Linked DNA regions of Sus scrofa: all the other regions are linked to region 1. A link is a contact called in public HiChIP or PLAC-seq and promoter capture Hi-C data. All regions are on one chromosome and are shown on one strand. Each heading gives the region's core, a stretch centred on a gene start, on an enhancer-like site or on the middle of the called end of the contact. The rest is flanking DNA. Distances are from core to core; before and after follow the strand shown.

Region 1 (5,031 bases), core at 1,299-3,798:
AATGGCGAAACATGGCAAGTTCAGAGGACCCAAAGCACACGCAGTATGACCCTAGCTGTCTAGCATTAGACACACGACGTCACTTGCCTGAGCTCCAGTTGTCGGTAGGATGCGAATAATAGTTTCATAAAGGATTTCTGTGAGGATTTAAAGAAATATAACCCTTTGAAAAGAGTATTATTACTTTTACCATTAAGTGTATTATTGGAGATTTAGAGGTTGTTTCCACTGCCTCTCTATTTGTAAAATACCAAACCGCAATACCTAACACATCAACCTATTCCCTACTTGCTTATTTCCCAAGACTGGAATCAGTAGGTCAAAGGGTGTAGACGCATACTGCCAAACTGATTTCCAAAAGGTTCGCATCTGCCTCTGCAAGGGCATGAAGGAAACAGTTTCCTAGCACTTTCAACAGCCTCTAGCGGTATTTTTCCTTAGACAAAAAAAGCTGTTCTATTTTCTAGTTTCTCTGGTGACTCGGGAGGAGGAGCCTTTCCACGTGTTTTTGGATTTCGTTTAGGAATCCTGCCCTCCCCAAAGTTTGTCTGTGGGGGTAAAGGGAGCTCCCACACTTGAAGACCACTCCCCCTCTCCTCAGCCCACGCCGCCCAACTAGGAGTAGGAGCGGTTGGCCAGGGCGCACAGAAGGCGCCTCCCCGCGCCCGCGCCCCCTCCCCCCGCCCAGCAGAGAAGCGAGCAGCGATGCCCGATGCAAGGCGGTCTGCCGCAGCCCGGACCCAAATAATTTCGCATATCTAAAGAAAACAGGTCCCCAAGTCAAGTTTCTGACCCACAGCCTCATAGATAAGAGCGCGGCCTCCGGAGTCCACTAAACCCGATCTCCTTCAAACCCTGGCGCGGCTACGTCCCTGAGCTCCAGCTTCTCAGTCCATAAAAAGGGAAACTAAGTCGCGAAGCGGCGCTCACAGGGCTACTCTGAAACAGCCAGTGCGGACGTCCCTGTACGCAGCCCAGGGTTCGCCGTAAGGCCGCGGGCCCACGTGGCGCGTGTGCGCGAGAGGGATGACCGCAGTTGAGGCCAAGGCTCTTCCCGGTCCGCCGCGGGCCCGCCCCCTCACCTCACCTCACCTCACCTCCGCTCTCCGCCCCAGCACCTGAGCCGACCGACACCGTGGGCCGGAGCGGGCCTGGGGCTGGCCAGGCCCGGCGCGATAAGAGGCGTTCACAACCCGCGTAGCCCACTTTCCTACCTCAGGTCCTCGCCCTCCTCTCACCTGCTTGCGCCGAGGCCTCCGGGCTCCCCCCCTCAATTCCGCGCCTGCGTGCAGTGCTGCGGCTGCAGCCACCCAGGACTCGCCTCCCTGAAAGTACCTCTAGTGCAGATCCCCGGCTGCCGGAGAAGGAAGCATCCTCTTGCCAGTCTTTATTGGTTCATCTGTGGAGGCGGGCCCATGACGGGCAGCAGAATTGCCCAATGGCTGAGGAGGACAAGAGGGCGGGACCCGGAGGGGCCAAATCCGGTTCCTCCTCAACTTCCCCCGCCCACCTCCATCCACCCTCCGGGCTCCTCCGGACTATAGGTAACCTCCTAGACTGTAGGTAGCCCGGGTGCAGGGATCAGGCAGTCCTGTGGCAGAGCATCCCACCACGTGACACTCCGCACTCTGCACACCCCAAAACGCCCAGGCTCTCCCACTCGTCACCGTTGTTAATAATACCCCACGGCCTCCTCTCCGTTTCTGTGCCAACCCTCTTTCAGGCGCCACACCCTTCTATATCTACTTGCCTCCCTCTGGAGGCCCTCCGAACGCCTTAAACACAGCTTGCCTAGAAGTCATCTTTCTGCTAACTTTGCTCTTTCTTTCCTCCCCTAACGTAGTAACGGCCCCACCATCTGCTCAGAGATTCAAGCCCCAAGTAGGAGTCATTTTGACACCTCTCCCTTCACCCCTACTCCTCTCCTGTCAGTTATCTAATCCTGTTCACCTCATCTCCTAAACAACTCCAATCCAAACATTTGCCTCCAGCTGCTCTGCCACTCTATTCCATTCTTCTCATCTGGTCTCCCCACCTCTGACTTTATCTTGGCCCTAGTAGCTCTGCTTCTACAGAATAAGTAGGGTGATCCTTCTACAATGCAAATTGCTGCTGTAAAATCTTGTAAAATGCTGTAAAATGGCTTCCCACCAACCATTGGGCCTTGAACTGACATTTACATTGGCATGGCCACTGACCGTTACCACAATAGTTGGTTGGTGGGTTGAGAAAGGCTGAGAACCATGACACCAGATATTCCCTTAGTCCCTTCCATTGTGGCATCAGAAGTTCTGCATCCCAGTTATGGCCTGCTGCCTTTCAAATCACTGTAAAAGAACTCTCCTACTGACTGTGGTAAGTCAAGGGCAGTCCTCCCACCAGAAACAGAGAAAAATAGGAGGTGACCAGAAAAGGCCACTTAGAGCCCTGGAAATGTGGTCTTCTAGAAGGAAGACACACTGACTTACCTGGGGAACCTGGCCAGCCCACCTGGATCCAAGGACCTGCCTGCCATAAAACAGCTCCTGTCATACTTGGCCCTGATATGATATTCATACCGCCACTCACCCTTGGTCCCTTCCGGAAGTACTAAAGAGTAAGTCAGAATTTGCACTATCTCTCTTCCTGGATACTGAAAGGGCTGTTTCAGACTTAAACTAAAAATAACTCTAAGGGATTCTAAATAAATTGGTGTAGTCTTTTAGTTCATTTGGGGTTATAAAGGGTCATCCTTCAGGACAGAGGCAGCACAGTTTAATTACTCAATCTGTAGGCGTTTATGGGTGCCTGAATATGCCAGGCCCTGGGCCAACAACTGGAGACACCGAGATGGCTGCCTCCGCCACACTTTCCTGAAAAGATTACATCACTCTGCTAAGTCTGAAACCACTCAGTTTTTGTAAGTTACCACACACACACACACACACACACACACACACCACTTCCAAAGTAGAAAGTCACCCTTGAGGGTTTTGTGTGCACCAGAACTTTTGCTTAAAGGCTATAATCAGCTCAGACATCCTATAGATGTTGGCCAGCCCTAGAACCCTACCCAAGGCTTCCTTGTCTCAAGGTCTTATTAGAAAAGAATGAATGAAGGATGTGTGGATTCAATGCCCAGACTGGTGCAGTGGGTTAAGGATCTGACATTGTTGCTGCTGTGACTCAGGTTCAGTCCTTAGCCTGGGAACTTCCATACGCTGCGGGTGCAGCCAGAAAGAAAAAAAGAAAAAAAAAAGGAAGATTATCCTTGGTGGGCCTGATCTTATCAGATGAGCCTTTAAAAGGGATGAGTTCTTCCTGGTGGGGAGATTTTCTGCTGTGGAATCAGCAATGGGGGTCTAGTATGGGGAAGAGGAGGCAAGAGGAAGCTGGGAGACAGCCCTGGAGCCCCTCCAGAAGCACAGCTTCCCATTCTTGCCCATACAGCACTGGCCTGGGCTACGCTGTGAAATGGTAGTTTTCCAGGAAACTGCGGGTACCTCTCCTGCCACTCTTGCGGAGGCCCTGCCCTGAAGGCCCAGGGCTCTCCTTTTAGGCAGGATCAGGGTGGACTGTCAGCACCCTGACCTAAGGACCCCAAAGCCCAACACGAAGCCAAAAGTCAGATTGGAAAGCCCAGGAAGGAGCTATTGGCGAGGACAGAAGTCAGAGAGAAAAACAAGATTACAACAAAGAAGAGCAGGCCTTTGATAATAACCGAAATTATTTATTTCTCTATTTCTCTCCCTTCCCCTTCCTCTTGCCCATGCCTCTGCGTGCAGAGAAAAGAGTAACAATATGGTTAACAGCTGTTAACAATGCTTATCTCTGTAGGAACTTTCACATTCTTTGACCACTTATTTCTTTATTTCCTTTTTGTCTTTTTAGGACCACACCTGAAACATATGGAGGTTCCCAGGCTAGGGGTTGAATGGGAACTGTAGCCACTGGGGTACACCACAGCCACAGCAATATCAGATCCAAGCCGAGTCTGCGACCTACACCACAGCTCACGGCAACGCCAGATCCTTAACCCATTGAGCGAGGCCAGGGATCGAACCGCGTCCTCATGGATACTAGTCGGATTTGTTTCTGCTGAGCCACGATAGGAACTCCTTTTAAAAACTCTTTGAAACAGGCATCAGGCATTTAATAATTGGGAAAAACTCCAGTAACATCTGTCTTAAACAATTATGCACAGGCGTGGGAGTGAAGAAGCCACAGCACAGGCCGGGTAAAGTCTCTTCTGGGGCAAGAGAGGCAGCTGGGGAGAGGACAGGGCCCTGGAGGAGGCTGCTATCTTAGATGGGGAAATCAGGAAGGTTTATCTGATAAGGTAGGCTTTGGACAGAGATCTGAAGGAAGTTAGGGAGTGAGCTTGACAGTATCTGGGAGACAATGTTCTAAGGAGAATATATAGCAGGGACAAAGGTCCTGGCCTTGCCAACTAAGGGAAGGGCTTGAATTTTATGGCCAGGGCTGCCTGTCTCATCTCCAGCTCTTGGGCCAGAACTGGAGAGAGCTTGAAGGAGAGTCTCACCCGTGCCTTCCTAAAGTATGGCCCATGGAACAGGATCCCAGAAAATGTTCTGAGAGAAAAGGACCACATCCATACTGCATTGCCCTGGAAGAGATTCACAACGAACAATCGCTTAGTTAAGGCACTGAAAAGTCCTGCAGTAAAAGGAATTCATCCAGTCTCAGCTCAGCAATTCCAAACATTTCACCATGAACCTCCTTTTTGCTGTAAAATCTAGTCACATCTGGCAGAACCCATGTACTTTGTGAAAAGCCCATATATCTATTCTTAGAAGAGCAAAATAGAGTCCAGAGATCTGAACTGGCTTCCCCAGTTTCCCTTGTGATCCAACTTTAAGCTTGTGGCTGCAGTACTGTTGTGGCTCAGCAGAGATGAATCTGACTAGCATCCGTGAGGACGCAGGTTTGATCCCTGGCCTCGCTCAGTGGGTTAAGGATCTGGCATTGCTGTCAGCTGTGGTGTAGTTTCGCAGACTCGGCTCAGATCTGGCATTGCCGTGGCTGTGGCAC
Region 2 (5,031 bases), core at 1,710-4,209, 350 kb after region 1:
GAAGTGGTGGCTGCCTCCCCTAAAGGAGGGCCGGGTGCCTGGGCTGGGCCCTGGAGTTGCTGTTCCTTCAGGCTGCTCGGGGACCAGTCCCCGGGGAACAGGGGCGTCTGGTGCAGGATGAGGTCGCTATAGCAGGTCAGAAACTCCTCGCTGTCCGAGCGTGTGCTGGCACGGCGCCAGGGGCCCAAAGGGACCAGGGGGCCGGGGAGGGGACTGTGGGGGGCTACTGGGACCTCAGGCGGGCTCCAGGCCATGGGCAGGGCGCCCTGACCTTGAGCGCCTTCCGCCCGGGTCCTGTCCGTCCCCATCCCTGCGGGGGCGCTCAGGCTTGGCCGGGCCTCCCGGAGGCTGGTGCGGGTCTTCGCCGGCCCTCTCCCCGGGCTGGGCCTGCGATGGCGCCCAGCCACTTTCTCGCTGAGGACGGGTCCGCCCAAGGTTCCGAGAACAGCCTCACACGCGACTCTGGTCAGGAAGATCTCAAACACCATCTGCTTGGTGTCCTCCTCGCTGGCGGCCTGGACCAGTGAAAACTCGGCCTTGGAGGTGGCCCTGTAGCCCAGCCTGCCCAGGGCCGCGTGCAGAGTGTGTTCGGAGAGCACGGGCCGCACCCAGTAGGCAAAATTCCCCGTGTATGTCTGGAACAGACGGGTGATGGTTAGGGTGGACGGTCCCTGCAGTGTGGCTGCCAGGGGCCGGGCAGGACCAACGGCTGGTCCCACGGCCCCTGGAGGCTCCTGAGAAGCAGCTAGGACAGGGCATCAGCCCACATGGAAACCTGGCCCACGGGCCAGCCACCCCGTCCCATTTTACAGAAGGGCACATGAAGGCCCAGCGGCAGGACCTGTGTCTCAAGAGACGCAGCAAGAGAAGGACCGAGCGGGCCAGTGTCCTGGTTCCCCACCTAGCAGCACTGGCCTGGAGCGAGAAGACATGGAGCCTTTCCAGTGGCCCTCCCCAGCCAAAGTCTTTCCCTTGCTGCTGCTTTTTTTTTTTTTTTTTTTAAGATTTTTGTTTTTTCCATTATAGTTGATTTACAGTGTCTGTCAATTTCTATTGTACAGCACTTGACCCAGTCACACATGTATATATTCTTTTTCTCACATTATGCTCCGTCATGTTCCATCCCAAGTGACCAGTTGTAGTTCCCTGTGCTACACAGCAGGAACTTCCCTTGCTTCTTACGAGCTCCTTGTACCGACTCCTTAGCGAGGTGGTACAGCCTAGCGGTCAGGGGCTGCACTGCCTGAGTTTGGGTCCTGTCTGGGCTGCTTCTTAGACCATAGACAAGCTGTAGTAACCTCTTCAGCCCTCAGTTTCTCCAACTGTAAAAAGGGGCTGAAGTCAGTGGGCATGATAGACCCACCGTCCCCCCCAAAAGCAGAGCCCTGGCCCCTCCCAAGACCCCCTCGCTCGGGGCTGGCGCTGCCTACCTTCAGGGACCTGATTTCCTTCCTCCCGGGAGACAGAAGTAGGTTGACAGAGATCAGCTCCAGGAATTCCAGTGCGCGCACCAGTTTGTGGCAGATGTGCTGGGCAGAGCTGGGAGCCCCCTGCGAGTGAGGGGGCTCCAGGTCAGGGGCCACATCCTCCGGCAGACAGAGCTGGGGCGGGGCCCGCATGCCCAGGAGCTGCTGGGCCCTGCGGATGAGGGCTGCTTGCCTGCAGACCCTGAGCTGGCCCTCCTCTGCCCTGTCCGTGTAGTAGCCGATGAGGTCATCCAGGAGGGGTTCAGGAGCACCCCTGTCTGGGCCTGGGAGTCGGGACCCACTCATGGTGGCGCTGAGGGGCTGGATGAGAGTCCTCTGGGCTGCCCAGGCCAGCCCGCCTCTGTCCCATCCCCCAGCTGAGTCAGGAAGCCGAGGAGGAAGTGGTGCGAGCAAAAGAGAAAGCTGTGCAGGGTGGCTGCTTGTTACTCTGGAAGTGGCTGGGGTTCTGCTCATCTCCTCCCAGTGCAGCAGAGTCAAGGTCAGGCCGGATCCTCGCCTCGCCTCCAGAGCAAATGGGGAAGTGCACTGGTGCCTGCATCCTCCACACGCCACATGGGTGCTGCTGGACGTTTGGCATTGTCACAGCCTGGGGCCAGAGAGAGCCAGAGAGGCCCTTGTCCATCGCAAGTGCCCCTTCCTCCTATTTATGAATGAGGAGACCAAGGCAGCGAGAGCAAGAGCTGGGATGGGAGCCCAAGGACAGGAGTTTCTTATTGCTGCTTGTAATGAATTACTGTAAATTTAATGGCTTAAAATAACACAACTTAATTATAATTCTAGAGGTGAGAAGCCCCATGTCATGGTTGGGCCGGTTCCTTTTGGAGCTTCTAGGGAAGAAGCCATTTCCTCGCCTTTTGTACCTGCTGGAGCCCCCGCAGTCCTTGGCTTGTGGCCCCTTCCTCCATGTTCAGAGCCAGCTCTGTAGCATTGCGCAATCTCTCTCCTGTCTCTGCTTCAGTTTCTTTTCTCCTCCTTTGACCCTGTGGCCTCCCTCTCATAGGACCTCTGTGCTTCTCCTGGGCCCACCTGGACAGCTCAGGCTAATGACCTCATCTCAAGGGCCTTCTTAACCTAATCACACCTTCAAAGTCCCTTTGCCAAGGAAGGTGACATACTCACAGGTTCTGGGATTAGGGCCTGGCCGTCTTTGTGGGGCTGTTTTCAGCAGACTACACCAAGTCTGTCTGATAGCCAAGGCTCTGCTTTTCCTTAATACCGAAGACTTGCAGGAGCACCCAACAGGAGTGGCAGGTTTGGGGATGGGTTCCAGGCCGTTGAGTCATCTTGAAGGGTGGTCACTAGACCATGGGGTAGGGCAGGGGATCTGAAACCAAAGGGTTTAAATGATCTCTCTCTGGCCTCATTTGCTCCCTGAGGAGGGGTGTGGAATTGTTAACATTTCACAAAGTGGTACACACAATTCAACAATATATGATTCTTCTCTTGCTTTTAGTTGCTTTTTTTTTTTTTTTTTTTTTTGGTCTGTTTTTCGGGCCACACCTGCGGCATATGCATGTTCCCAGGCTAGGGATCCATTCGCAGCTGTAGCTGCCGGCCTACACCACAGCCACAGCAACATGGGATCTGAGCTGCGTCTGCGACCTACACCACAGCTCACCAATGCCGGATCCTTAACCCACTGAGTGAGGCCAGGGATTGAACCCGTGTCCTCATGGATGCTAGTTGGTTTCGTTAACCACTAAGCCATTACGGGAACTCCTCTTTTGGTTACTTGTTGACTTAACCGCTTCACTCCTTCTGGACACCCTAGTCCTCAGCTGCTGGGAAGCCCATCGTGACTGCGAACTGCCTTCCGTCCCTGTCTCTCCAGGGTTGCCCAGGATCATGGGGGAACGCTGGCAGGGTGCCTGGATCCATTCCCTTCTGTGGCGTCTTGTGCACCGGTCAGCCCGGCTGCTCCAGGGCCTGCCTCCTCCACTTGGGGCCACTGCAGTCTCTTGAACTATCTCGTTAGTCACACTTCCTGGGCCCTCAGGGAGTGGCTGGCTTGGTGAGAGCCTGCTTTCTCTGCCTGCCAGAGTGACTTGCTTTGGGGATAAGGCAGGGGCAGAAGGAGGATAGAGGATGCTGGAGATTTGCAGGGGCTGCTTTGGCTTAGGGTGGGCTGATGGGGGATGTTCTGAGGCCCAGAGAAGGGAAGGGTCTGGCCCAAGGTCACAGGGGCCCCCAGGACTGGAACCGGGCTTTGTAGCCACCTTCCCTCCTCCTCTCGGGTGATTCCTGCTGCTCACATGTGGCGGATGCCATGGGCGCTCTGTCCACAGGCCTTGGAACGTGCCCGGCCCGTGGCAGTGGCCTCATCAGCCAGCAGCTGCAGCGCCCCTGTCTGAAGACTTTATTTGGCTAGAAGAGCCCACTTGGTGCACAAAGGGCAGGGATTAACATTCTCTGGGGAACAGCCTCAATGACCTTTGAGTGTGAGAGCCGCTGTGTGAGTGATCCATCTCCCTCAGGCGGTTAACAGAGGTGTGCTCTGCTCGTTCTCGTGGAGTTGCCCGTGGCGGCAACCTGTTTGATGACATGCTGCACACGCTTCCTCCCTTCCTGGTTTCACTGCCCCCTCCCTGGTAGTGCTCCTGGGGTCTCCTCCCCCATTAACCCCTTGTACCCACATCCTATCCCAGGGTCTGGTCCTGCCCCCCACCTCCTGCCCCGCTCCCATTGTCCTGGGAATTTGCCTTCAGGTCCTGTCTCCTTGGGGCCTTCATGGCCTTGCTGTCCAGCGAGCCCCCCCTTGGTCCAGCCCCTCCAGCCCCTGGTGGAGAGAGGTGGCCAGTCTCCATGTGGGAGTGTGCACAGGTCTCTGTGTAGCAATGTGCACAAAGACTGTGGATGTGGCTTTATAGGTGGACAGGCCATTGCATGTCGCAGTGGACACAAGGCATGTTGGAGATGGAAGAGGCAGTAAATACCGAGCCCAACAGTCCCCCTGGGCCAGTGGGATCCTAAGTGTGGTGTTGGAACTGGATGTCGGGGTGCGGTGGTTCAGGTTGGGGTCAGCAGGTGGCTGGGCACTATCGCCATGAAGGCTGCTCCATCCATTCCCAGGAGCAGGGGCCTTGCAGCATGGGGGTGGCACCTGAGCCAGGCACAGTGGTGCTTAGAAGAACAGAGGAGTGACTGTTTTGCATACAGCGACGGGGGCTTGGCTATCTGGCTGTGCCCAAGGAGAGATGATGGAGGGCAGAAGTCACTCCCAGAAATGGAACGCCTGAATGCTTTCAACCTATGGAGCATCCAAGGGAGACAGAGAGGCCCAGGACCTAAAAAGGTTCTGTCTACAGCTGTGAGTGTCAGTGTCTGAAAGTGGGAGAAGGGAGTCTGCTCATCCGTGGGGTTCATTTGCTCTGAACAGTGGTGGCAGGCAGCCAGCAGGTGGCAGTGTGGGCCTGGCGTGGAGATGCTTGGGCGCAGCACTGTTGGGACCTGGGAGTGGGCTGTACCTTCCTTAGGCTTGCATCCCGCTGTCAGGGCACTCGGGAGTTTAGGACTGCGCTAGTGGGCTCTACTTGAGTTCCTGTGG
Region 3 (5,031 bases), core at 1,174-3,673, 300 kb before region 1:
TGTGGATAGAAGCGAGGCTGCAAGGGCCAAAAATAGACAAGCCCTACTTCAATTCCTTTCCACCCAGTTCCAGTTGCAGGCAGCTGTGGGTCTTGGGCTACCTGGGCCCCAGCACCCCAGCCCTGGGGCCGCTCACCTGGCCTGGCAGCGGGGGACACTCACTCTGCCATGCCCTGTTCCATGTTGAGGTCCATTCCACCATCCATCAGGGCCCCATCCTCAGAGAAGGCTGCCCTTGCCATCGAGCTCATAGAATGGTAGCTGGCCCCATATACTGCCAGACTAAAGCCCAGAGCCATCTGCAGAATAAAAACGGGGGTATTAAAGGCCAGCCACTGACCCTACGAGTTTATCCACTTGCCAGGATGGGGGACACTTACCCAGGCCCAAAACGAGGCAGATGAGTAGAAGATGACCAGGGTCACAAGACAGTAAATGGCCTGTAGGCAGACACAGGACCAGGCTGGGATCAAAAGCTTACTAAACCATTGGCTTACCCTCAACTCTAACCAAGATTTAAGGCCAGGCTATGAAAGGAGGACAAGCTTCTCACAGCGTTGAGGGGAGAGGTCAGCTCCCCGAGTACCCAGACTCCCCTCTGACCCATCGGCCTATAAAAGAAGGCCCTGTGTACTTAGGAGGGGAAGAGTCTCCATCTGAGACCCACACCCTCGTTTTTTTTTGTTCTGACTATTCAGCTCTTTTTTCTTTTCTTTTTATGGCTACACCTGAGGCATATGGAAGTTTCTGGGCTAGAGGTCAAGTCAGAGTTGCAGCTGCCATCCTACGCCACAGCCACAGCAACCTCAGGTGAGAGCTGCATCTGTGACATACACCACAGCTTGCGGCAATGCCAGATCCTTAACCCACTGAGTGAGGCCAGGGATCAAACCCTCATCCTGACGGACACTACATCAGGTTCTTAACCCGTTGAGCCAGAATGGGAACTCCAATGTTTATTCCTTATTTTTCTTTTGCCTGTACCCATGCCACAGCTGTAACGAGAGCAAGAGCAGTGACAACGCCAGATCCTTAACTCACTGAGCCAACAGGGAACTCTTTTTTTTGGCCACACCTGAGGTGTGTGGAAGTTCCCAGGCAAGGGACTGAACCCACACCACAGCAATGACCCAAGCTGCTGCAGTGACAATGCCAAATCCTTAACCCAAGGCACCAAAAGAGAACTCCCCAATTTTTTTATCTGAGCCGCACCTGGGGCATACAGAAGTTCCCAGGCAAGGGGTTGAATCAGAGCTGTAGCTGCTGGCCTGCACCACCACCACAGCCATGTGGGATCTGAGCCACATCTGCAACCTATACGACAGCTCACAGCAGTGCCAGATCCTTAAACCACTGAGTGAGGCCAGGGATAGAACCTGCATCTTTCATGGATCTTAGTTGGGTTCATTAACCGCTAAGCCACAAAAAGAACTCCCTCATTTAATTTCAATTGGAGTTTTCTTTTCAGGCTTTGGCTGTCACATACCACCACCACTCCACCCCACCAAACAGAGCTGAAGACTGCGGGACCCTGGGTGGGCACATTAGCAAGGAAGCAAGCACTTACGTTGGCCCCCAGTATGATCCGCAGATAGAACTTCAGGGTCTCTTTGTTCTCCTCAAATATCTGCTTCTTCCCTCTCGTGCCCACTTTGCCCTTAGGCTGCAGAGAGATGGTGAGATGCTGTCAGAACCCTCGTCAGCCAGGGTCTTCTCTACTTTCCCACCATTCTGGTTAGCTACAGAGTTCCATCTGTACCTCATCTGACATCCCCATGGTGCTCAAATCTATTACAATCCTTGGAATGTCCACCTCTCCAAACTGTCCTGCTTAGAGCTGACACCATCTTCCCTGCACACGCAGCAATGACTACCTCCTGCTCCGGATGGGAACAATCCAATACTAGGACAGTATCTCCTGGATCCTCTGATAACTCAGTTGTGAGCGGACAAACCCTTTAGAAGGGACTCCTCTGAGTGGGCTTGAATGGTGCCCCTCTTGGGCCTCTGCAGGAGTAGACCAGATCTGAGCTGACGCGGCGTAGGCCTCTCAAACCTCTAGCTAGTCCTGATACTGTCTGGTACGGAAGCCTAGCCCACTCGGGCAAGACTTCTGGTAAGGTCCTTCGCCTCTCCACTGCCCACCTCGATCTGGTACGGCCCAGCCACTGGATGGCGCCCCTCTCTGGCCGACCCACGTCCCTTGCGGTCCTCCTTCTGTTTTCAGTCTCTTGGCCCCGGGACCGCTTTGCCATGACGACTCCGCCCCACCCGCCCTCCTTACCGCCATGGTGCGACGCAAATACCCAGGCTGGGAAAGAAGGGAGAACGACAGAAACCGCAGTCACTGGATAACACATCGGCAGCAAGGCACTTCCGGTGCAGACCCAAATCGTCAGCAACTGGGACGGAAATGGGACGTCCACTTCCTTCCCAAGCTCCGCCCAGCAGAGTCGGCCGGACTACACTTCCCAGAAAGCATTGCGCGGGGGCGGAGGCGGCAGGGATGCGATGGCGGAGTCGCTGCCCCTGGAGGTGAGAGGAGGCCGCCCTCTGGCCTAGCTCGGGACAGACCCCGCCCTCGGGGTCCCAGGCTGTGGGGAGGGCTGTCAGATAGCTCGCCTGGCCCCGCCCGTCTGGCGGAAACGACCCGATCGGGAGCTCCTAGGACCAGCAGGCTATGGGTAATGGCCCCGCCTTTGGGCCACTCCGTCCGCTTACCTTGAGGGACCATCCTCTCCGTCCCCATCGGCCCCAGGAGATTGTTGCTCTTTCACCTCAACGAGGACAGGGCCTCTGCCTACCCCCCATCTCTTGCGATGGCCGCCCCTCCCCCTCAATTCTGGAAGATATCGGCTCCATCCCATCATCCCCAAGGGTAACCCTATCTTGTCCCCATTGGCCCTTGGAATGGTCTCTCCATTCCCTCCTCCCAGAGAGACGCCGCCCCCGCCCCCGCCCCCCTCACCTGGCGGTGGGCAACTGACTGCCCCTTCCCATCAACTTCAGGCATGGTCTCTGAGTTCCTTCCCTGGGGAGAGGCCTGCCCCCGGACTCCTTCTGCCCATAGTGATGGCCATCCGTACCCCCTTCACCCCATAGGATGTTTTCTCTTTCCTTAGCCGGGAGCAAGACCACTCTGCTGCCATTGTCCGTAGAGAGGTAACAGATTTTGTCCCCAGTGGTCTCTTTCGGTGGCCTCTCCATCCTTTTTGCTCTGAGACTTGGCAGCCCCCTCCCACAGCCCAAGGGAGACATGCCACCCTTTCCCCACTGGTCCTTAGAATGGTGCTCCTTCCCCTTAGCAAAAACAAGACAGCTCCAACCCCAGTGAGCCCCCTGCCATGGGATCCTTTCCTCCTTCTGCCCCAGAGGATATCTATTCCATCCCCAAAGATCTCAGAGATGACCAGTCATATCTCTAGTAGTTCCTTGGGATGGGGTTCATAGCATGACCACTCCTCCCTATCGTTGCCTCTTTTGGTCCCTCTGGAAAGGCCTCCTCCCTTCTCAGCTCAAAGAATCATGCTTCCTCCCCTCAGTGAGGCCAGCTTTATTGCCTTCCCTTTGCTCCTTGGGTTGGTTGCTGAGCCCCAGAAGGCAGGATGGCCACTATCTTACCTCAACTGAGACAGGTTTTCCTACCTTCCCCTGGGAACAGGGGTTTGATCAGTCCCAGTCCCCATCAGTGATCTCTTCCCCAGGCTCAGCTTCCCTGGCCCAGAGGCTGTTCTCCCAGTAATGATCTGCTTTATATTCCCACCCCTTCCTTGAGCAAACCTTTGGTGAATATCAAGGTAAAAGACCATCCATCCTTACTTCATTCAATCCGTAAGTGTTGGCTGAGTACCTTCTGTGTACTGGGGATCAGAAAAGGGAAGAAGAGATCAGAATGCGCTGGTGAGGTCAGGCTTAAGGAAGAACATTCCAGGGAAAAGATCCACATAGGCAAAAGGAAATAAGGAAGTAGACAGGCTGTGTTTGTAGGTTAGTGAGGAGACTGGGTTGGGGAAGCTCTTGGACAAGAGGTCCAGTCAGGCCTGGAGGCCTGGCCGCACTGGCCCAGGAGAAGAGATTTTGTTTTGAGGGTACTAGGGAACGCTGAAGGTTTTCATCAGGAGTGCACTGAAACTGAAAGCTATTTTTTTAGGAAACTAACCTTGTTGCAGTGTGCAGATTGATTAGCAAGGATGAGCCTGGAGGCAGGGCGATCAGGTGGGAGACTGTGGAAGGAATCCAGTTCTGGGGTGATGAAGATGTTGGCTACTAAGATGGTAAGGCTTCAAAAGTAGAAGCATTAGTAATAGCAACCCAGCAACTATTTATGAAACACCATATATATATAAAATTTAATCCCCATCATAAAGACTATGATCTAGATTTTTTAATATCCCTATTTTACAGGTGTGGAAACTGAGACATAAAGAGCTCAAGTACTTGCCTGAGGTCACACAGATCATACAGCTAGGAACTGTTGGAGCTGGGATTTGAATGAGTCTAAGTTAGCCTGGCCTAAAGCCTGTGCTTTACACCTGTATCTGAGAGTGAGAGACAAAAAGAGCATGAAGAGAACAAAGTATTATCAGGATCTTTAGGCAAGATGCACTGTTGGCCTTGAAGCCCAAGGCCTGGAAAGGTGGGAGGAGAGGCTGTTTTGGACTGAGATTGAAAGGAAGGTGATGATAAAACATTTGGAGAAAGGATGCTGTGGACAGTTGGCGATACTAGACTAGCACATGAGTGATAAAACAATTTGGCCATACTGAATTGTTGATTATTCCTGTAGAGGTAACTATTAAAGCCATGCTAATGAATTTATCATCCTAGAATGCAAACAGATTGAAAAACCTAGGTCTGAGCCCTGGGAGCCACAGAAGAATGCAGAAATAGGACAATTGGAGTGGTGAAAGGAGTCCTAAAAAAGTGTTACAGGAGTCAGGAGGGAAGATTCCAGAGTTCCCACTGTGATGCAGTGGGCTAAGAATCTGACTGCAATGGCTTGGGTTGCTGTGGAGGCCCTGCACAGTGGGT
Region 4 (5,031 bases), core at 1,336-3,835, 260 kb before region 1:
CCTGAGGAGGTCTGCCAAGGCACTGACCCGCTCCCCACCCCTGGTCCTGCTCCTGGGGCAGCCCTAAGGGGCTCCGAGTGAATTAGTCACACCCGCGGAAAAGGGCTCTTTCAAAACAAGGCCTTGGGTTTCTTGGAGGCGGGGGCCAGAGGACTGGGGTTGTGCCAGAGTGACAGCAGGTACAGGAACCACATCTACTCTTTGCAGCTTCAGTGATGCTCTGATCCGATTCTCCCGAGACCACCTCAGAGGGGAAGCAATGGCCCCTCATTACGTGCTCTACCTACTGGCCACCCTCAACCATCAATTAGCACTCAGGTACCAGGAGACCCCCAGAGAACCCCACCTTCACTAACCTCTAACCGAGCACCTATTAGGTATGGACACAGCTCACACTAGGCCTTTAGGAATTTTGGACTCACACAGCTCTGGGATTCCAATCCTAGTTCTGCTAATTACTAACTACGTGACTTTGGGCCAGTTACCTAATCTCTCTGAGTCTTGCTTTTCTCATCGGCAGTAAATGGGTAATCATGGAAATCTTGAGAATCACATAAGCGATGTGAAGTACCTACCACAGTGCCCGGCACATAGTGTCAATTATACATTCATTCAAAAAATATTTAACAAGGCCCTACTCTTTGCCAGGTAATATCTGGGGTTACAGCTGTAAACAGAACAAAACTTTCCCTTCCTCTTGAGCCTCCTGTTCTTTGAGGTGGGGGGCAGAAGACAAACAAGTCAATGATTTTGACTCTGCCCTTACCGAAATAGAAACAGAAAGACATGAATTTCTCAAGGTCACACCATGAACCAGAGGCAGGTCCAGCTTTGGCCTGTGAGCCTTCTAGCTCGCTGAGCCCACCGCTCCTGGCCTCAGTCCAAGGCCCAGGCCTTCAGACGTGCGCGGAACCGCCCTTCTTGTCCCCTCACGCTACACACTCCGCCACTAGGTGGCGTCCAAGTGGCTAGACAACCGAGAGCCTCTTGGGCCTTGGCCTTGGTCCTGAAGCCTTACTTTTGGTCGGTCCAGTTCCTCAGTGTCCGTCCTGCAGCCCGACTGGGTGGCCCCAGGGACCCTGGCTCCAGTGGAGGCAGCGCTGGACGAGTTGCAGAGGAGGATCTGCCGCCTGGTGTTGGAGGCGCTGCTAGCGGAGCTACAGGTGAGGCTTCAGCTGGAGATGGGGGTTTCTGCAGAGAATGCCAGGTCTGAATCGTCCCTGCAGCTGTGTTTTTGACCATCCTCCGCCCTGATCCCAGCCCCTGTTCGAAGCTCTACCTTCGCGCCGGTGGCTGTCGAGCCCGGAGCTACTGGACGATGTGTGCAAGCGGACGGCGCGCTTCTGCCAGGACTTCCGACACGTGCGGAAACCCGCGGTCCAGGTGCGCTTGGGGAAAAAGGTTAGGGAGGGGTGAAAGTGCTCATGGGAAAAGGGTCCTGAAACCATTCGATCGAGCTCCCGCAGCTGCTGCTGGCCGAGGCGGAGCACATCGTGGTGCTGCAGTACCTACGTGCGCTGATGCAAGGCCGCCTAGTGTGCCGCAATGCCGAGGAGCGGACACAGGCGGCCGAGCGCCTACGGCAAGATGCCGCCCAGCTTCAGGAGCTTTTCCTCAGTTTGGTGAGAACTCCTTGAGCGAGCAGATGGGAGGGAGTCTCGGTGGTTGGGTGGGGGCCAAGGGCTGGCGCGAGATCTATCCCGACGTACTCAGGGTCTGGAGGAGAGCGTTCAGTGCGCGCCGGTGCTGCTCGCCCTGAGGGAGTTGCTGAACCTCCGGGACCCCACACTACTTGGCCTCGAGGTGGCAGGCCTGCGGCAACAATTTCCCGATGTGAGGTGCGAAGACAGCCCGGAAGGGGAGAAGGGACGCGGGCGGGGCTGGACGGGGCTGATGCACCTCGTATCTTCAGCGAGGATCACGTCTCCGCCCTCTTGGACCTGCGCGGGGACGTGTCGCGAGAGCAGCGCCTGGCCGCACTCAGCTCCCTGCAGGTCGGCCCACAGCCATCGCCCCAAGCTGGACGCCGCGCACTCTTCAGCCTCGTGCCAACACCTGCACCCCCGCTGTCTTCCTGCCTCCCTTCGGGGTCCTGTGCCTGACCTCCAGCTGCCTGCAAAATAAAGCTACGGCCCCATTCACGGCCTGGATGTGTTTGCTGGAGAAAGGGGGAGGAAATAAAAGTGCCCGCGAAACTCGGGGGACCACGTGCAGTGACGCGCCTAAGGTACCATGGCTCCAATTCTGATACACGGCTGTGCCCCACCTATCCCGGCATTAATCCTGTGTGGGCTGCTTTCCCAAGTATCTGGGCTTCCGCTGCTGTATGCGAACTACATCCACACATATCCGCGCATCGGCAACGAGCTCGCGCCTCCTGGGTCCGGAGTCGGACCTCTGAGTAGCGCTTGAAGCCGGGAAACCTGCTAAAGCCCTCGTCGAGGGGGCAGGCTTAAGATAACGCCCCTCCCAGGGGCGTGACCCGATGGCTAACATCTCCCCCTCTGCTCTGCCTGGCCCCACCCCGCGCCGTGTTTTTCGGCGCGTGCGGCCGAGAAGATTGACGCGGGTCCGTGCGCCTTTGTCCGAGCGTGCGCGCGCCCGAGTGCGTGCGTCACTAGCGTCGGCTCCCGTGGGTTGGGTGGCCGGCCACCGGTGTTGCGGAGCGGGAACGGCAGCAGCAAGAAGAGGAGCGAACAGGTGGGGGCGCGGCACGCGGAAGGAATTCCCCTAACCCTGAGGGCCGAAAAGGCGTTGGACTCGACCCCTACTCATCTACCAGGGAACCCCGATCCATTGTCCTCTGGCCCCGCCCTCCATTGGGCACGCCCTGTGCCCCATCCCCCGCCACTTATTGGCTGTAGATCACGCCCCTCCTCGATCTCCTCGTCCCCATTGGCTCTTCTTCCACGTTATCCTCTCCCGGAGTTTCTTATTGGTACAGACCACACCCTCTCATTTGTCAGACTCCGCCTTCAGCCGGGGCTCCTCCCACAGCCATCTTTCATTCATTCTGTATCTAGTGCGGGGTACTTGGGTCATGAGGGTGAATCAGACACGTCCCTGCGCTCAGGGAGTTCAGGGGATAGTGGGGGGACACGGACCGAGGCTCCGACAGGGACAGCCTAGGGTGTTAAAGAAGCTGCCTAGGCCCTGGAAGCCTTTAAGACGCTGAGAAGGCTTCCCAGAGGAGGTGAGGCCTAAACTGAACCCTGAAGAATGATTAGGAGTTTGCTACAGGGAGACATTGGGAGGGCATTCTTGGCAGAAAGACCTGAGACATGAAAGGAACACAGGCGAATTCTGGTAATTGCAAAGAGGTAGGTCAAGTGAAAGATGGGGAGGTGAAGGGGGTTGGTAAAGTAGAGGCCCAGAGACCAGCGAGGAATCCATAAAAGTGTATAGTTAGCTGAGGGGAGGGAAACTTGAGACCTGAAATCTTTTCCATCAGTTTGTCACTAGGCAGAGTGCAGGGAGGGGGAGGGAATCAGATCCAGATGGGGAAGCAAAGTGCAGGGAAGGAATGATTCCAGTTCTGACATGGAGAAGGGCTCTTGGTTTCAGATGAGCAACTGCTTGGTTTATTGAGCAACTGCTCTGGGTCAGGTACTGTTCTGTAGACACAGCTGTGAACACTGAAAAGGAGAATACAGATAACTAATCATATATACTGTACTTCAGATGATGATAACTGCTTCAGAGAACAATAATATGGGGAAGGGGAGGTATGGTGGAGAGGGCAGAGGAGGTTTACTACTTTATAAAGGGTGTGTTAGGGAAGCTTTTCTAATCACATTTGTACAGAAATCTGAGGAAAGAAAGAGAATGACGCCTTGTTACAGGAAGGGAAAGCATTCCAGACAGGAGACATGTTCAGTTTGAGATGCCTCTTCTACATTCAGATATAGATATTGAATTGAGAACTGGCAACATTAGTCTGAAGTTAATGGAAGAAATTGGGGCTGACATATCTAAAACCATGACAGTGGATGAGATCACCCAGGGAAGGAGCGTAAATGAAAATGAGGACAGAGGTTTGTTTTTGGTTTTTTGTTTTGTCTTTTTGCCTTTTCTAGGGCCGCTCCCTCAGCATACGGAGGTTCCAGGCTAGGGGTCTAATCGGAGCTGTAGCTGCTGACCTACACCAGAGCCACAGCAACTCGGGATCCGAACCAAGTCTTCAACCTACACCACAGCTCACAGCAACGCTGGATCCTTAACCCACTGAGCAAGGCCAGGGACCGAACCCACAACCTCATGGTTCTTAGATTCGTTAACCACTGAGCCACGAAGGGAACTCCGAGGACAGAGTTTTTCAAGTCCTGGGCATTACAGTGTTAAGAGGTCAGGAAGATAGGGATGACCAGCAAGGAAAACCAAGAACAAACAGTCAGTGAGCTGGGAACTACATTCCAGTGTATTTGAGAACCAGGTGGAGAACTTAGCTAAGCCCAGATGAACTGATAAACTTTGTCAAGTTCTACTGATCAATATGAAGATCACTGGTGACCTTGGTCAGATCAGTTTTGATGGAGAGTGGGGGGAAGCCTAATTGGAATGAAATTGATGAACAGGAAAGAAGGAATTGGAAACTGAATGTGGATAACGTGAGGTGTTGTGCTGTCTTGAGAAGCAGCTGGAGGGAGATGCAGTGGAGCTGGAAGAGTGTGGGGTCAAGCGAGGGTTTTGTTTTGTTTTTTAAGATGGAGAAATAACAGTGTGTGTTTATGCTGATGGGAAGAATCCAGTAGAGAGGAAGACATTGATGATGTGGGAGAGAGGAGAAATGCTGGAATTATGTCCCTGAGCAGGCAGGAGAGTTTGGAGGCTGGAACCATCAGTCAGTCTCTGGGGAGAGACTGGAATGGACTGAGCCCTGGTACAGTCCAATCAGGGGTGAGTGTCCCGACACTGGCCTTGGGTGACCACTAGGAAGATGCCTCTGATAGGAGACAAACCAGGGGCTGGCTTGGATTTGCTGAAGTTCCCCTCTGCTCACTGAAAGCTGATTCTGATTTGGATTTGAACAGA
Region 5 (5,031 bases), core at 816-3,315, 260 kb after region 1:
GCCCAACTTGAACAGATAAAAAACGATGGCATAGTGACAGGCTGAGAGGCTGCCAGGCCTCCCAGGAAGGCAAGGCCATAGGACCCCAACCTGGTCCTTTGCCAAAGGTTGTTCTGTGTCCCTTCTTTTTCTGTCCTTCCCCTCTCCCCAAAGCCTGATCCTGGCGATTCCCCAATTCCCCTCTCAATTCTGCTCCCTCATGTCCTGATTCATGCGGGAGCTTCCTCCTACTTCCTGTCCATATCAGCTCCCCACTTGCTTGGGTCTGGGGGCAGCCAGAGGTGACCAGAGGGAGGTAGCAGTGACTAGAGTGGCTCCACTGCATCTTCACTGCCCACCCCTCATCCTTCCTCCCTCCTCTTCATCCTCGCAGACATAGATTCTTGGGCCTCCTCTGTGCTCTGGCCAGCACCTCCTCCACCCATGAGGTGCGCTTGAGCAGGGTGTGGTTGTGGTCCCCTCCGTGGATGAGCGGATTCAAAGCTTCTCCCCGAGAGTGGCTCCCATCAGTCTCCAAGTGGATGGGGGTGGCCAACCAGGAGGAGACTCCCTGGTGTGTGAGCTGTGAGTCCTGGGCCCTGATGCCTCATCTGGGAGTTGGGCAGATGCTGGCCTGGAGACCTCTGGGCTGACCTCAGGGGCACAGGAGATGCTTGGACTGTCTCCTGCCATCTGCCCTGGGTGATAGAAAGGAGAGGTTGGAGCAGGATCCTCCTCCCTCTGGTCCCTGCCGCCCTGCTGCCCTTGTCCAAGCTGTCACCTGGCCCTCAAGTGACCCATGTCAAGTCCCCTGGACGCTTGGTCCTCAGCTTTCTTGTCTGTAAAGTGGGAGTAATGACAGGGATTTTCAAACTGCTGGAGATCTAAGCAACAAGTGTTTCTCCCTCCTCCCCTCCCCTCCGCTTGGCCTTTCTTCCCCTTCCTTCCCCCCCCCCCCCACAGGCCGACCGTGCTGGGGAATTTTCCGAGTGTCCGGAGGACAAAGGCCTGACGGGGCCTACCGGGGTGGGGGTTGCGGGAAGGAGGAAGGAGCTCAGTGGGGCGGGACTGCTGAATTCTAGCGAGGGAAGGGAGGAAGAGGAATGAAGTCACCCTGCTGGACCGCCCTTCTGCAGCCTGGGTGGGGTGGGCTCCCTGCGCGCCCCCCGCACGCCTGGGCCTCAGCCAAGCTCGGGGGTCCCCTCTCCCAAGCTGGCGGGACTCCACTCTGGCTTCCGTCCTGCAGCCCGAGGCACGGCCGGTCTTCCCAGTGCCCAAGAAAGCGGGCAACGGCGCGGAGGGCCAACTCTAGCCCTTGACTCCGGAGCTGCAGAGGGCTGATTCCTCCAGGGCCCTCCCGGGTCGTGGCGGGGGCGGTGGGCGTGGGAGCCCGCGACGGAGGCCAGAAGTTGCAGGGACATAGCCCGGCCCAGGGGCCCAGAGAGGGCGGAGGCGCCCAAGGGTCACACAGCTCCTGGCCGAGTTCCCAGCGGCCGGGCCACCTCGTCGGCGGGCCCCCTCCTCAGGCTTCCCTCTGGACCCCAACTTCGGGTTAAAGAATCGGGAAGCCCTGGGCGCGGGCCCCGCCTCGCCTCCAACCCGCGGCTGAGCTTCAGCGAGCCCGTCCCGAACTGGGGAAGTTTGCCCAACTCAGCCCAACTTCGGGGGGCTGCGAGGGGAGCCGGCCAGCCGGGGCTCCGGGACCGGGGGATGCAGACGGCGGCTACCGCCCGGAGCCTCACGCCGGCGGCTGCGGACCGGAGCGGCTGCTGGGGGCTCGGCGCCGCCAGGTGGGGCCAGGGGCGCTGCACTCACCGACTCCGCCAGCAGGAGGCGGCCTTTGAGCGAGCAGAGGAAGGCGGGCGCCGGCAGGAGGGCGCAGAGCCCGGAGACGGCCGTGCGGGGCGGGGAGCGGCTGGCGGGCCCGGGGTCCGGGTCGGGCTCTGGGTTTGGGTCTGGGGGCCACATGGCGTCGGCGGCCGGGACCGAGGTTCGGCCTCGCTCCCTCTCACCCGGCGCCCGGGAGGGAAGCGGAAACCCGGACTGTGCGGAAGCACAAGGCTAGGCTAGAAGGGCGCGGGGGCGCATCTCCCCGCCGCCCCGCCCCGCCCCGCCCCTCTTCCTGCCCCGTTCCCTCCCCCTTCTCCTCTCGGCCTCGTTCCCTCCTCCCCTCCTCCCTACTCCTGCCCCCTCCTCTCCTCCCTCTCCCCTTCCGTCGGTCTTCCTCCTCTTTGCTTCCTCTCCTCCCCTCGGACCCAGGCTGCCAGGGCTGCTTAGGACTGCGCTGGCCCGACTGGTGGCAGTGCTGGCTTGGAGCCTCCTCAGACCCCTGCGTTCCCCCCTCCACCCCTGTCCTGGCATCAGGAGACCTTCTTATTGCCGCCCCGGAACACCCAGTCAGAGCTCCCACCCATCCCTTCTTGCCCAGAAGATGGTCTGCACGCGCTGTCTCCCTCCAGTCATGCTTCCTGCCCATGCAGGAACCCAGAAACCTAGGCGTCCAAACTGAGAGACTCCTCTCCTGTCCTGTGGCTTTGACCCTGCTGTCAGCTCCCCGCCCCGCTCCCTCTCCCTTTGTCCCCTGGCCACCCCTCATGTGCTTGCCCAGCCCAGACCTCATTGTTGGCCACCGCAACCCTGGATTTGCGCGCACACATTCCCCTCGCCCCCACCCTCACCCCGCATCTTCATGGAGAGGACTCCAGACATACACCTCGGGGCCCAGCCGCTGCACAACCCACACATGCCTCCGGGGCGTTTGGGGTTAAGTGGATCCAATATCCAGGCCATAACATTCTCACTCTGCCTGATCCTCTGTGAAGGGCGCTGTCATCTGTCTTTCCACCCCAAGAGCCAGAGACCTGGGGATTGGCGTTGTTCTCCCACACACTCACCATCCACCAAGGCCTGCACTTCACTTCCCAAAGCTTTTCTGGATCTCTGTCCAGGTCTCACCTCCGCAGCCTCCAGTAGATCTGAAACCACTTCTGTCTCCTTCCTGGACTGTTGTGAGGGTGTGTTTAGGAGGCTTCTGTGCTTTCTCTCTTGGCAGCCAGAGGGATGCTTAAATCGTCAATCACAGTCATCTTCATTCTCCTCACCTTCAAAAACCTTGGGAACTTCCCGTTTTACTCAGAGACTTGGTATAGAGCCTAAAAACGCAGCCCCTTGCTATCCTCTTCTGTCTCTCATACCCATAGAGCTTTTTACCTCTTACATGCTCCCTCCTGCCACAGGGCCTTTGTACATGCAGAGCCCTCTACCTGGATTGCTTTTTCCACCTTTTTATCTGAATAATTCCTATTTTTCTGTGATCACACTGCAGTAGCACTTCCTCAGAGGAGACTTCCCTCACCTTTCTAGCCAGGTAAGAGGCACTCACTCACTCATTTATTTATTCATTCCACTGCAGTGCTAGAAGCCCAGGAAGCAGGGAAACCCCAGCTTTGGGGGGATGGATGTGGGTCGGTAAACACTAACCGCATCCAGAGAATCCTGAATAAGATCCTGGTGCTACGTCTGGCTGGTTCAGAATGCAATCATAAAGGCTGTGTGGAAGAAAGGACTGGGCTAAGGGCCAGGGGAGAAGATGGATCAGACAAGGGGTGGGGTCAGACTGTGGAGGACCAGGCCTTGGGGTTTGGATTTTACTCCTAATTCCCTGAGGGGAGACCAGGTGAAGATTAAAACAAAGGATGTCCTGGTTCTGATCTGTGTTAATTAAAGCACAGCTCAATATAAATAACTCAAAAATAAGAAGAACAAGCCAATTTAAAGAACGGGCCAAAGATTTGAACAAGCAATTCAGCAAAGATATGTGACCATACACGAAGCATGTGAAAAGGTGCTCCATATCATTGGACTCTAAGAATGTAAATTAAAGCCACAATGAGTTCATACTATACAGCCATCAAAATGACTTAGTAAAAAAGGATGCTGCTATTTAAGTGCTGCTGAGGATGTGGCGCAACTGGAACTTTCATGCACTGCCGATAAGGGTGGAAATTGTTATCACCACTTTGGAAGACAGTTTGGCTGTTTCTCAGAAAGTTAAACAGAGACCTACCATATGACCGAGCCATTTTGCCCCTCGCTATTTACCCAAGAGAAATGGAAATACGTGTCTCTACAAAGGCTTGTAGGTGGATGTTTATAACAGCCCTATTTTTAATAGTTCACACTGGAAACCACCTGTGGTCCATCAGCAGCTCAACAGGTAAAGGAGTAAACTAACTGGGGTAGCCCTGCAGTGGAGTACTTCAGCAATCAGAAGGAGTAAATCATTGACAAAGGCAACAAGGTGGATGCATTTTCCCGATATGCTGAAGAGAGTCAGACTTGAAGCTGTACATGCTGTATGAGTCCATTTGATGAAATTCTAGTACAAGTGAAACTAAGCTCTAGTGACAGAAATCAGATCGGTGGTTACCTGGGGCAGGAGGACACTTTCGAAAAAGGTTCTTTATTTTGACTAGGGTGGTGGTTATACAGGGACATATATTTGTCAAAACACATTAGACCATACACTTAAAATGGGTGCATGCTACTTCATGTAATTGATATCTCTTTTTACGGAAAGTGTTCTGAAAAAAAAAGCAAGTATAGGGACTGACTAGAGCGGCTGCCAGGACCCAGGGAGAGGGCAAGCAAAGCCGGGTGGGTGCCCTTGCGTGAAGTGACTGGATACCCGTGACCACTGGTGCATCCCACAGCCTGTCGTCGTAGCCTGTCCCAGTCCAGAACCTGTCACACAGGATGGCACCAAGAAATGTCTGCTGTGGAGTGACAGGGGGTGGCTTTTTTCCTTTCATGTATAGTTAAATACTATCGTGCTTATTTTGTTGGTTAAGTAATCCTGTCTTTGGCCATTAAGACCTCCTTCAGGAGTTCCCGTCGAGGCGCAGTGGTTAACGAATCCAACTAGGAACCATGACGTTACTGGTTCGCCCCCTGCCCTTGCTCAGTGGGTTAAGGATCCGGTGTTGCCGTGTGTGGTGTAGGTTGCAGACGCGGCTCGGATCCCGTGTTGCTGTAGCTCTGGCATTGGCCAGG

The links. Promoter capture Hi-C pulls out the DNA fragments that hold promoters and counts their contacts. HiChIP or PLAC-seq counts read pairs in DNA pulled down with a chosen protein or histone mark.
Region 2: a contact with region 1 is called in an H3K27ac HiChIP or PLAC-seq map of alveolar macrophages. The contact joins the promoter of LOC110260929 here to the promoter of PDP2 in region 1. A contact is called at or near these places in 1 of 47 Hi-C or Micro-C datasets (embryonic fibroblasts) and 1 of 2 datasets of contacts at active chromatin or transcription factors (alveolar macrophages).
Region 3: an H3K27ac HiChIP or PLAC-seq map of alveolar macrophages shows a contact between it and region 1. The contact joins the promoter of TMEM208 here to the promoter of PDP2 in region 1. A contact is called at or near these places in 1 of 5 promoter capture datasets (fetal liver) and 1 of 2 datasets of contacts at active chromatin or transcription factors (alveolar macrophages).
Region 4: a contact with region 1 is called in a promoter capture Hi-C map of fetal liver, with 2.5 times the contacts expected there. The contact joins the promoter of KIAA0895L here to the promoter of PDP2 in region 1. A contact is called at or near these places in 1 of 5 promoter capture datasets (fetal liver), 3 of 47 Hi-C or Micro-C datasets (embryonic fibroblasts, fetal heart ventricle and heart right ventricle) and 1 of 2 datasets of contacts at active chromatin or transcription factors (skeletal muscle).
Region 5: a promoter capture Hi-C map of fetal liver shows a contact between it and region 1, with 2.6 times the contacts expected there. The contact joins the promoter of CMTM3 here to the promoter of PDP2 in region 1. A contact is called at or near these places in 1 of 5 promoter capture datasets (fetal liver), 6 of 47 Hi-C or Micro-C datasets (embryonic fibroblasts, fetal liver, heart right ventricle and 3 more) and 1 of 2 datasets of contacts at active chromatin or transcription factors (alveolar macrophages).

The regions. Positions count from the first base shown.
Region 1 is chr6:27,562,940-27,567,970 of Sscrofa11.1, reverse strand. PDP2 (pyruvate dehydrogenase [acetyl-transferring]-phosphatase 2, mitochondrial) reads right to left here and starts at 2,548. Exons shown (of 2, transcript XM_021094015.1): 1 at 2,469-2,548. It overlaps LOC106508763 (a long non-coding RNA gene), which reads left to right and starts at 1,492. Exons shown (of 3, transcript XR_002344554.1): 1 at 1,492-2,355; 2 at 2,448-2,596. CA7 (carbonic anhydrase 7) reads right to left here. Exons shown (of 7, transcript XM_021094019.1): 7 at 4,005-4,606. The coding sequence ends at 4,430.
Region 2 is chr6:27,215,854-27,220,884 of Sscrofa11.1, reverse strand. LOC110260929 reads right to left here and starts at 2,959. Exons shown (of 2, transcript XM_021093983.1): 1 at 1,431-2,959; 2 at 1-635. The coding sequence starts at 1,940. BEAN1 (protein BEAN1) reads right to left here. Exons shown (of 5, transcript XM_021093984.1): 5 at 3,136-5,031.
Region 3 is chr6:27,861,729-27,866,759 of Sscrofa11.1, reverse strand. It overlaps TMEM208 (transmembrane protein 208), which reads right to left and starts at 2,423. Exons shown (of 5, transcript XM_005664411.3): 1 at 2,285-2,423; 2 at 1,568-1,663; 3 at 163-299; 4 at 1-17. The coding sequence starts at 2,290. It overlaps LRRC29 (leucine-rich repeat-containing protein 29), which reads left to right and starts at 2,289. Exons shown (of 7, transcript XM_013998260.2): 1 at 2,289-2,535. The coding sequence starts at 2,289.
Region 4 is chr6:27,824,450-27,829,480 of Sscrofa11.1, reverse strand. It overlaps KIAA0895L, which reads left to right and starts at 2,585. Exons shown (of 7, transcript XM_021094035.1): 1 at 2,585-2,700. EXOC3L1 (exocyst complex component 3-like protein) reads left to right here. Exons shown (of 14, transcript XM_003126935.4): 8 at 1-9; 9 at 208-318; 10 at 1,034-1,163; 11 at 1,261-1,383; 12 at 1,467-1,622; 13 at 1,714-1,838; 14 at 1,913-2,213. The coding sequence ends at 2,102.
Region 5 is chr6:27,305,180-27,310,210 of Sscrofa11.1, reverse strand. CMTM3 (CKLF-like MARVEL transmembrane domain-containing protein 3) reads right to left here and starts at 2,065. Exons shown (of 5, transcript XM_021094006.1): 1 at 1,795-2,065. The coding sequence starts at 1,947.